Regions from separate parts of the Mus musculus genome. Here regions 2 and 3 are each linked to region 1. Evidence: chromatin contacts called from public HiChIP or PLAC-seq and promoter capture Hi-C data. All regions are on one chromosome and are shown on one strand. Each heading gives the region's core, a stretch centred on a gene start, on an enhancer-like site or on the middle of the called end of the contact. The rest is flanking DNA. Distances are from core to core; before and after follow the strand shown. Region 1 has its middle 52 kb from the start of Gm41388. Region 2 holds the start of Yaf2 (YY1 associated factor 2). Region 3 overlaps Prickle1 (prickle planar cell polarity protein 1).

Evidence for each region. Promoter capture Hi-C pulls out the DNA fragments that hold promoters and counts their contacts. HiChIP or PLAC-seq counts read pairs in DNA pulled down with a chosen protein or histone mark.
Region 2: a contact with region 1 is called in a promoter capture Hi-C map of second pharyngeal arch cranial neural crest. The contact joins the promoter of Yaf2 here to the enhancer-like site in region 1. A contact is called at or near these places in 7 of 39 promoter capture datasets (the 3T3-L1 cell line, 3T3-L1-derived adipocytes, cranial neural crest and 4 more) and 6 of 115 datasets of contacts at active chromatin or transcription factors (embryonic hindbrain, embryonic limb bud, embryonic stem cells and 2 more).
Region 3: an H3K4me3 HiChIP or PLAC-seq map of embryonic limb bud shows a contact between it and region 1, with 5 times the contacts expected there. The contact joins two enhancer-like sites. A contact is called at or near these places in 13 of 484 Hi-C or Micro-C datasets (the C2C12 cell line, the P5424 cell line, Th2 cells and 9 more), 11 of 115 datasets of contacts at active chromatin or transcription factors (SST interneurons, craniofacial prominence, embryonic basal ganglia and 8 more) and 1 of 9 other capture datasets (embryonic stem cells).

Annotation. Positions count from the first base shown.
Region 1 is chr15:94,188,293-94,191,879 of GRCm38.p6, reverse strand. No RefSeq gene overlaps it. Among named protein-coding and RNA genes, the nearest start is that of Gm41388, 52 kb to the right of the region's middle. Within about 2 kb of position 1,724, at least 16 of the 459 cell types and tissues checked have an H3K27ac peak or open chromatin away from gene starts, as enhancers often do. A contact at or near this core is called in embryonic basal ganglia, embryonic limb bud, neural tube and 1 more, where this site is marked.
Region 2 is chr15:93,335,246-93,338,832 of GRCm38.p6, reverse strand. Yaf2 (YY1 associated factor 2) reads left to right here and starts at 1,898. Exons shown (of 4, transcript NM_024189.6): 1 at 1,898-2,076; 2 at 2,368-2,493. The coding sequence starts at 2,051.
Region 3 is chr15:93,508,880-93,512,466 of GRCm38.p6, reverse strand. Prickle1 (prickle planar cell polarity protein 1) reads left to right here. Exons shown (of 8, transcript NM_001033217.5): 2 at 1-17; 3 at 1,683-1,796; 4 at 3,102-3,239. Among named protein-coding and RNA genes, the nearest start is that of Prickle1, 85 kb to the left of the region's middle. Within about 2 kb of position 1,581, at least 33 of the 459 cell types and tissues checked have an H3K27ac peak or open chromatin away from gene starts, as enhancers often do. A contact at or near this core is called in embryonic basal ganglia and embryonic limb bud, where this site is marked.

The sequences.
Region 1 (3,587 bases), core at 475-2,974:
GCGCAGTGACCACGAGCACCTTCGATTTTCTCCTGTTTGAGGCTTAGCCTATATTTTCTTTCTGCAGGTTCGCCCTGTCTCACTAAACACAACCGAATTCCTATTTCTTCAGGTTATCTGAAACACAGGCTCCTGATTTTCTTTTTCTTAATCTTCAGAACTGACTTGCTTGGATTGAATAAAATAAATCTGTTGAGACTCACAGCCCTTTGGGCACTCAGAGCGTCTCAGCGACCCTGTGTCTTCAGAGAGATGTATTCTTTCCTCAGAGCGTAGGGAAGGTATCTCTCATACAAGTGTCCTGACTTCAGAGAAAGGCCGAAGCAATCTTTTATTCACTGCTTTGGGGCAGAAGGACAAGAGAAGGTGAGAGGGACCTTTCTGTACCAGAGGTTTCTCAATGCAAGGGTGATGCAATTTTCGATTCGGAACTCAAGAACCTTACCATCTAATCTTCTTATCAAAATATTCCCTTCCATCACTTCATTCCTTTTTGGAAGGATTGCTGGTGAACACCTTTGCTTTATCTCATCACATTTGCTGGGATGCTACTTGGTACCGATCATATTTCGGTTCTGTCTAAGCGTAGCTTCTGGCAAAGCGTCCAGATGTCTTACCCCTGGTGTATTTTAATGTTGAGGGAGTGAAAATCATTATCACTAAATAAATTCCAAGTCTCCACGGCAAAATAAATTATTTGATGAGTAACCTAATGTTTGAGTTGGTACCAACTCCCTGGATACTGGTCTAAGGGAAATGCTGTCTGTTAGAGGACGTCTGTGTAAGACAGTTGATAATGAAACTCTTTGGAAGCTGCTACAGTTTGATAGGAGGAGGAAGGGACTATGGCTATGGTTGCTGTCATGGAACTGAGTAGACATAAGAGTGTTGCCATCTTAATTTGGAAAAGATTTGAATGTTTCCTTTCAAGCAAAAAAAAAAAAATGAATGTTTCAGAAGACAGGTGTTTTTGCTCTGATTTAAACACTGCATAATGCATATACATATCAAAACATTATCAGGTTCTTTATATATATGTGTGTGTATATGCGCATATTGTATATGTGTATATGTGTATACATGTATATATATATATTTATATATGTATATATACATACATATATATACATATGGGTTTGTATGTTTTTATGCATACTAGTAAAGTAAGTTTGACTTACCTTTAACAACAATGATGAATTTAAAAATATCTATTAAATTCTGTTGGGTCTAACTCATCCCTCCCCTTAATTAGCTGCCTCCCAACCTTGAAGCCCCTCCTCTCATTGTTCAGTTTTATGCTCTTACTTTAATACTTCAGTTCCCACATTCTCTGTGGATGATGTCATTGAATCTATAGTAGACGGAAGCAACATTCTAAAAGCAAGCCTCCTGAAACACACCAATATGCTTATTTTGATTGGTGAGTGGCAGTGTTTGTAGCAAGACCCAGGGTGAAGCAGCACGGATTAATGATTCTCCTCCCACTTCGACAGGCCCCCTTTCAAAGCACCAGCATTACCCATTTAGAAAATGGATGGATATCCATGCTCAGAGCTCCAGCACTTCAGAATGCCAGCTGCGACTAAAAATTCAAAATATTTCCTACAACAGCTGTATCTCTGACAACAAAATTAACGCCAGCCAAAATAGCGCAGCTATTCAAAGGGCATAATGATCAGGCACTGCAGCCTAATGCAAGTGGCCGCATTCTGGAGTACATTAAGAACAGATGTCAGCAGCCAACACAAGACTAAATGGAGCAAAACAAAATCACGGTCTGCTCCACTCTGGTGAAGTGTCCTCAGATATCCTGTCTGGTGCTGGGAGCCAGAGGCAAAGCTGGAAGTGCATTTAGCATCAAGTAGCTGCTCCCTTCAGAATGTGAAGTCCACCTTTCCCCAGAGCAGCTATCACCTGCACATGCATTTGTCCAAGGAAGTTTTTCCAAATGGCACCATATTTGCATTTAAGCCCTGTCTTCCTTCGATTGAGGAAATAAATCTTTTAGGATGACTTGACTAGAAGTTAATGTTGAAAAGTCTTTCATTTCAAACAGTGTAATTTTTCTTATAAGATATAAAAGACTTTGTGAGAAAGACGAGGCCGTTGATTCTGGCTTAAGGCTGCCCTCTAAATGTCTAACGTGAACACCTGAGTCTGACACAGCTCCGACAATGGACATCCACACAGGTATTAGAAAGCTTATAGAGTCCCAGAGGCCCAGAGACCCAGATGAGCACAAGTCAGACACGGAGAGGAACCACCTAGAATGTTCCCGGATCTCAGGAAGCCATTGTAATTCTTTCCCTGACTGACATGAATAAAATGACAAATGGGAAGATGAGAAAAGTTTAAGAAAAATAATTCTCATTTTTAACAACTTAGGTGGTCAGTGCTTGTTCTCTGAGAGAAACTTCACTTAAATAATGAGTCATTTTTGAGTTATTTTAATAATTCGATCTTCCCCTTATATCTTAGGAATGTGTTTTTCTTACCCAAAGGCAAAGCATGCTATTATGTTGACCTAAATTACTTTTAAAGTCATTCTGCTCCAACAGAATTCAGAGTGGTAGTTTGCCGAAGAATTAGCATGAAGTATATATTTGGGAAATGCCTTGATGATCATTTTTATATTACGAACCAGAGAGTGGACATGTTGGCACATGCCTTTAATCCCAACACTTGAGAAGCAGAAGCACACAGATCTCTATGAGTTCCAGGCCAGTCAAAATGACATACTGGAGCCTTGCTTTAAAAAAGAAAAAAAAAATAATTAGAGAAACCAGGCTTTCTCAGCCTGTGTGTGTGCCACGCACAGCCATACGCACTTTTATCCTGGCTGCCAAAGCAAAGAACGGTGTATGGTCATCATTTTGCTTAGCTTTATCTGAAGCCAATTTTAGACTTCACGGTGCTTCTCTGGTTCTTCATTCTTCAGGGTGTCACCAAAGGTGACCCATGAAGGTAGTGATTGAGAAAAGTGTTCTAAATGTTAAGTGATAAAGAAAACAGTCACCACTCCAGTTTCCAGAACTATTTTTGAATCTGGAAGTCAAAGAGCAGACGCGTGACTATTATGTAGGCTCCCACTGCTTACAGTGAGCCCTTCAAGCATGACCCTTGGGTCATGAGGTTCAAAACCAGACACTGTCTAGGTTTGACCTGCAGGCTGTTATTCTCAACCACTAACAGATAAGAATTAACTACAACGATGCTAGTTTCAGAGTTAAGAAGGACGAACAATATTAACCAACCAACCCCACCTCAACCCCCACCGCAGAGCTCCCAGGGACTGAAACACCAACCAAAGAGTACGCGTGGAGGGACGCATGGCTCAAGCCACATATGTAGCAGACGATTGCCTTATCTGGCATTAATGGGAGGGGGGGCCCTTGTTACTTTGGAGACTCGGTGACCCAACCAAAGGGAATGCTAGGGCAGTGAGGTGGCAGAGGGTGGGTGGGTGGGTGCAGGAGCACCCTCATAAAAGCATGGGGGAAGGGGAGTGGGATGGAGGTTTGTGGAGGGGAAACAGGAAAAGGGGATAACATTTGAAATGTAAATAAATAAAAAAAGCAATATAAAAT
Region 2 (3,587 bases), core at 649-3,148, 850 kb after region 1:
TGCCTTTAATCCCAGCACTGGGGAGGCAGAGGCAGGCAGATTTCTGAGTTCGAGGCCAGCCTGGTCTACAAAGTGAGTTCCAGGACAGCCAGGGTTATACAGAGAAACCCTGTCTCGAAAAACCAAACAACAACAACAACAACAAAAAACTGTAACTCTAGTTCCAGGGGACTCAACACCATCACACGCACGCAGTCATACATGGAGGAGAAACACCGATGCCTATATAAGGAGAGAGAGAGAGAGAGAGATCATTAATGTAGGTGCTAATCCAATGAGTGACGTCCTTATAAGAGAGCATGGCATAGGCAGAAGTGATAAAAAGAGATTAGGATACAGGCACTCACATACAAAGATGTCCCTTTGAAGGTGGGACCTAGGTAGATGGCTATCTGCAAGCAAAGTGGAGCCTTGGATGAAAGCAGCCCTGACATCTTTATCTTCTACTCGGAGCCTCCAGTATTATGGGAAAAAACATTTCCATTGCATAAACCACTCAGCCTCTTTTATCTTGGAAAATTAACGCAACCTCTAATATATAACTTTTACACTCAACTAAGTCAGACTCTCTATTCTGCAAAAATAAAGTAATACTAAGCACCCAAGCAAACCCCACATAAAACAATCTTTTAAATGCTTTTCCAAATTTCTAGTAACTCAGTGCCTTGTGCAAGTGCTCCATCTCTGAGCTGTATACTCCCACCCGTTCTGCTATAATTCATTTTGACTTTCTTTTCTCAGAAGCTTGAAGCCTATTTCCCTCTTAATTACCCCAATTAATATCATATTCCCAATGATAAAAAGGAGAGCATCCTCCAGTTTGGTTATTAACTCTTGTTTGGTAAGTAACACATCAATACAGTAGTCTCCCTTTTGCTGGAGTTTTGCTTTCCTGTTTCAATTACCCACAGACGATATAGTTCAAAATATTAAGGACTTCCTAAACAGTTAACTCCTCAAGTTTTTAGTTGCCATCTCACTCTGAGTATCATGATGAAAATTTGCTCCATCCTGCTCTGGCCCAGCTGGATACATTTTCTAAACAACCTTATAGTATCCCAGGAGCCACACAGTCAGATCAACTGTTAAGTACGCAGTGCCTGAACTGGGTCCCCTTCAGTTAGTTAAGCCTGATGCGGAGGCTACAACGCCTCCATCAGCACACCCAAATAAGGCAGAAGAAGGCAGGGCTCCGAGAAGGGATGGATTTCATCTCTCCTTTCTTCAGGGGCAGCTTTCCTGATGACGGTTCACCGACTTGGCATGCTAAAGTCGCCCCTCGATCAGAGGGATGTCAAGCTAACTCTGGTTGTGGGGTACCCGCCAGATCGGCGAGGTGGGAAGCAGAGCTTCAAGGACCAGCGAGATGGCTGTTTGGGTCTAGCAGGCGAGGTGTGTATCCCCGACAGGCTGGAGTAAGGAGACTCGGGGAGGTGGTGTCCAGGGCACAAGCAACCTCGTCTGCCTTACGTAGGCTCACGAGCGTCCGTTTTATAACAAGCCACTGCAGAGCCCCGTGAGGCCAGGAGGACGCCGCTGCAATTAAAACCGGATCAGACCCTGGTTTCGTCACGTTTGAATTATGTAAGCTAGAGCAGGGCACCGAACCTCTCCCGAGCCTCTGGGTCGCTTCCCCAGAAGGAAGGATGACAGTCCCCGCCGCGCCGGGCGCACGCGTGTCTGCGGGCGCCTGCCATCGCGCCCTTCGGGGCGTGCGAGCCACGGCCGGAGCGCTCCGGGGCAGCCAGCGGGCGGGCGAGCTGGAGGGAGGCGGCGCCGCGAACTCGCCGCCGGTGCTGGGCCGCGCTCCCCGCGTTTGAAGTCTCCGGCGCGGCCGCTGGTTGGCCGGCGCGGGTCACGTGCGCGCAGGCAGGAGTTTCCCCGACAGCTGGAGGCTGCGTGGGATCCGGCGGCGGCGGCGGCAGCGGCGGCGGCGACGGCGGCGGCGGCGGCTGCAGCTCGCGGCGCGGCCTTCCCCGCCCCCTCGCCTCCGCGCTTCCGCCGGCCCCTCACCCCGGCGCTGACAGACCGGCGCGCGTCGGCAGCGAGCATGGGCGACAAGAAGAGCCCCACCAGGTAGGGCGCCCGCCGGCGGAGCGCCCGCGGCCCGGGGTCCCGTGGCGTGGCGTGGAGCGGCGCGGCGCGGGGCGCGCGCGTGTGTGTGGGGAGAGGGGGTGCGGCGCGGCGCGGCGGGGCGCGCGGCTGCCCACAATGGGCCGCGATGGCGGCCGGGGTCAGCGGCCGCGCTCCCCTCCCCCGCGCGGCGCCGGGCGGGGCGGGGGTCGCGGGCCGGGCGGGGCGGGGCGCGGGGCCGGGCGCGGCCTGCGGCTGACCCCGCGCTGCGTCGTGTCCGGTTGTGTCCTGCAGGCCGAAGCGGCAGCCGAAGCCCGCCTCGGATGAGGGCTACTGGGACTGCAGTGTCTGCACCTTCCGGAACAGCGCCGAGGCCTTCAAGTGCATGATGTGCGATGTGCGGAAGGGCACCTCCACCCGGTGAGTCCGGCGCGCCCGTGGATCCCCCGCGGGGCCCCCCGCGCGACGCGGGACGGCGGGGCGGCCAGCCAGGCGGCGGCCGCGGTGGGGCGCGACCCGGCTGAGCCGCGGCTGGCGGCGAGGGCTCGGTGGCGGCGGCGGTGGCGCCTGCTGCGGAGGATGAATTATCCATGGGGGTCGCCGGCCGCTGCCGTGCCGTGCCGTTCCATGCGTGGCCGGTGCGGTGCCCCCTCCCCAGCCGGGCGCAGAGACCGTGATCGCTGGTCGCATTGTGGTGTTAGTGTGCGGGGAGGGGGCGGGGACGGGGAGCCGGGGCGGGGGAGGGGACGGAGGAAAGGCCGCGATGTCACTCGGTCCCCCTGGGGAAAAAGTATCGCTTGTAGGATCGTAATGGATTAAACTTTCTTAGTAACGGATGTCCGGAAAGGGTCAGGCCAAGGTTTCGCGTCTGGGTTTTTTTTTGTTGTTGTTCTATTTCTGTAATAATTTTTTACAGTTAAGTAGTTGGTTGGGAGGTGAACCCAGCAACGCAGTTTTACTCCAGTGCCTGGATATTTTTACACAAACGAGATGACATGATCTTTGTCTGTTGCCGGCCCTGGATTTGTTGTATGGTAGGCATATAGTATTATAATTGTCTTTCCAAAAAAAAAAAAAAAAACCATTTAAAAGAGTTAAATTTAGGAAATTCGAACTCAGTAGCATTCTTGATCTGTCTCCACTTGGTCATAGTTCCCTTGGGAAGGCCGCCTTTAAATCCACTTCTACAGTGATTTGTAGCAATATTTAAGTAAGGCATTTATTTTGCTGCTATGAAGCCTATTCAAATACAAATGATTACAGAATACGGGGAATTTTCTGTTTGAAACAGAGGGCCTGTATAATTTTGACATTCTAAATAGTCAAAGTTATTTCTAAAAATGATGTATCCTGTTTTTTTTTTAAAAACTCAGTTTATAGAATTTTACTAACATTGTAAGTGTAGAGACATGTCAGGATTTTATTGTTTCTACAATACTGGTTGTTTTTGACATACCTGTCATAAATCTCAATAGGTTTTTACTACGAATTCTCATTTACATTGAATACAATAT
Region 3 (3,587 bases), core at 332-2,831, 680 kb after region 1:
GCCTCAGGCCCGAGCAGGTAGGTAGGAAGCAACGCTGTCCCCTTTGATGTGCTTTCCAGGGAAGTGTGGAACCTCTCATCTCCCTGGCTGGCTTTGCTGTCTAAGGTCTGGTTTGGTTTCAGTAATGCCCTCCTTCTGCCATCGTGATTAATGCAAATGCAGGGCACCACAGGCGTTTCTGATAGGACTTTCACAAGTCACCTTTTAGGGAAGAGAAACGTTCCTCATTTGGAGTTTTGTTTTTTTTTTTTGTTTGTTTTTAAATGGTAGGTGGGGTGGGGGAGGGGTGTTTGTCTTTTGAAATGGGGTCTCACTGTGTAGTCCTGGCTTGCCTCCAATTCACAGAACTCAGAGATCTGCCTTCCTATGCCTCCCAAGTGCTGAAATTAAAGGTGTATGCCACTATTACATGTCTCAAAGGTTCAGTAAGGACAAAAGGAAATAGAAGGACGACCTCCAGGCCAGTTCTCCACAATGCCCCTCTACGGAAGAGGAATGTGGTGTTGCTGATAAACATGGCCTTTGACAACTACAGTGGGGATCAGAGACACATCATTGTGGCACATCCTTTGTTTCTCTGTTTTAAAGATGGGAGCGATCTGCCTGCCTGTTTTTATTTCCCAATATCCTTATGATGAGGTTATTAAAAATGGTTGGTAGATCCTGTACAGGCAAAGGTATCCTTCAGAATAGAAGATGCCACCAGTTCTGTGCCTGATTATGAGTTACTGTTCTTTGGGCGGTGGAAGGGAACCCCTTTTGAGATAGGGAATCTTGGCCTGGAGAGATGGCTCAGCGGTTAAGATCACTGACCACTCTTCCAGAGGTCCTGAGTTCAAATCCCAGCAACCACATGGTGGCTCACAACCATCCATAATGGGATCCAATGATAGTAACCGTAAGGAAAAGCTTCTAGAACAATACAGGAAGGAAAATTATGCTGGTGTAGCAGTTAGGGAAGTGGAGTTTTGACGAACTGTTTCGTAGAGAAGATCCTTCCTGTCTTTGGATGGCATGTGTTTGTAGGTCTGCTTCTAGCAGACAAGTCCCAGGTCCCTAAACTCCTTTTTTTTTTTTTTTTTTTTTTAACTTGAATGCCTTTGGTTCCATCTCAGCAATGCAGGATCCTGCGTTCATCTTTTAGGACGCTCCTAAAAGACAACAATCAGATTAGCTCAGCATCTCCCTTCTCCTGCTTCCTTGGGGAAAGTGAAGCTGGATACTGCAGCTCCCACCGGTGACAGCCTGCCATGCCGAGGCTGGAGAGAACCGTAGAATTCCGAGAGAAAACTGAGTCTATTTGTGTAGAGGCTGGGTGTTGGATCTTGTCACACAGCCTGTGTGGTCACTTACAGAAGTCACCCAGCACTCTCCCCTTGATCCCTCAGCTGACCTTTGCAAGACTAGGGAAGAAGAGTCGCCATAAATGTGCACATTTGATCGCGCATAATTTATGGTGCCCTTAATTGTCACTACAAATTGCATTCCTGAGGAGCAATTTAGCAGCTGGATGCTAGTGGATGCTAGCAGATGCAGGTTTGCACCTCTGCTGAGTTGGCTCAGCTGGTCCCCTCATTAGCTGCAGGAGGCCGAGCCCTGGAAAGGAGGGAAGGATAAAGGCAGGCGGCTCAGCCCTTCCTCCTGTGTACTGATGTCACCATGCCCTGCTTCTGCCTCCACAGATCCAGCTCTATTTCGCATGCTTGCCAGAGGAAAAGGTTCCTTATGTTAACAGCCCTGGGGAGAAACACAGGATTAAACAGCTCCTGTACCAGTTGCCTCCACACGATAACGAGGTATAGTAACAGGAGGAAAGCTAATTAGTAAAAAGAAAATAAACAGTAAGCATTGAGGGGTCTTTCTGAAGTCCCAGCTCGGCCTCTCTTAAAATGCACCCTAAAAATACAGCTTCTCTCTCTCTCCCCTCCCTCCCTCCCTTTCTCTCTCTCTCTCTCTCTCTCTGTTTCTTTCTTTCTTTCTCTCTCTCTCTCTCCCTCCCTCCCTCCCTCCCTTCCTTCCTAGAGAAGAGAGAGAACGCCACCATAGCAGGAAGCCCCACATGGGTTTTGTTGTTTCTGATAGTGTTTTCAGCCACCCAGCAATTAACTATCAGGAGCGGTTCCTTCCATGTGCAGGGTGGGCACCTCAGGGTGTTTCAGGATTGACCTGAGCGCCAGTAGAATGTGGAGTGAAAACAGCCAGTTTCAGCCTTCGGAGAAAGGTGGGATCCTTTCCTGCAGTCAGTTCACATTCAGAAAAGAATAAGCCACGCCTGTTCTGTCAGGTAGCACGCCTCTTTTCTAAAGACCGAGGTCCGTTCTACCTACCTACCTTCCTTCCTTCCTTCCTTTCTTTCTCTCTTTCTTCCTTCCTTCCTTCTTTTCTTTTCCTTCCTTTCTTTCTTTTTCTTTCTCTTTCTTCCTTCCTTCCTTCTTTTCTTTTCCTTCCTTCCTTTCTTTCTTTTTCTTTCTTTCTTTTTCTCTCTCTTTCTTTCTTTCTTTCTTTCTCTTTCTTTCTTTCTTTCTTTCTTTCTTTCTTCCTTCCTTCCTTCTTTTCTTTTCCTTCCTTCCTTTCTTTCTTTTTCTTTCTTTCTTTTTCTCTTTCTTTCTTTCCTTCCTTTCTTTCTTTCTTTCTTTCTTTCCTTTCTTTCTTTCTTTCTTTCTTTCTTTCTTTCTTTCTTCCTTTTCTTTTCCTTCCTTCCTTTCTTCTTCTTTTTTTCTTTCTTTCTCTTTCATTCTTTCCTTTTTCTTTCTTTCCTTTTTCTTTCTTTCTTTCTTTCCTCTTTCTTTCCTTTCTCTTTCTCTCTCTCTCTCTCTCTCTCTCTCTCTCTCTCTCTCTCTCTCTCTCTTTCTTTCTTTCTTTCTTAGACAGGGTCTAGATCTGGATCTGTAGCCCAGGCTGGCTTCAAACTCCCAAAGATCTACAGGTCTCTAGGTCATGGGTGCCTGGGATAGAAAGCGCGTGTGTCGCTTCGCCCGGCCATGCCAACTGAGGGTTAGAGGCAGGGCAGCTAGGCTTCCCTGTTTGACTTCTTGAAACTCTGGGAAGGAAGGGCTGTAAGGACGGCCCGCCGTGACGCACTTCCGTCCTCCCCTGTGAAGGTGCGGTACTGCCAGTCTTTGAGCGAAGAAGAGAAGAAGGAGCTGCAGGTGTTCAGTGCTCAGAGGAAGAAAGAAGCTCTGGGGAGAGGAACCATCAAACTCTTGTCCAGAGCTGTGATGCACGCCGTGTGTGAGCAGGTAGGCCCTCTCTAGAGCGAGCAGAGGGTTGGTGGGAGCGGCGGAGGGTGACCCAGAGGGTAGGTGATGGCTGCCGTGAATGCATACCCTAGCTTCTTACTCACTCTGCTGTGTGACCACAGGAGTCGGTCTCATTGAACGAAACTGGGTCTTGCAGGGGGGAAACCCTGTAGTTAAAACATATCGATATAATGAAGACATTTTGACCCCCTCACTAATGGTTCTCGGTAGGAAACACAACCCACAGGAAAGCCTCTATGACTAGGGATCGCCTCAGACACACTGGGCAGAGCTGGGAAGAGTGGCTGCACAGGGTGTATTGAAGGTGGGATAGCCATTCAATCACCA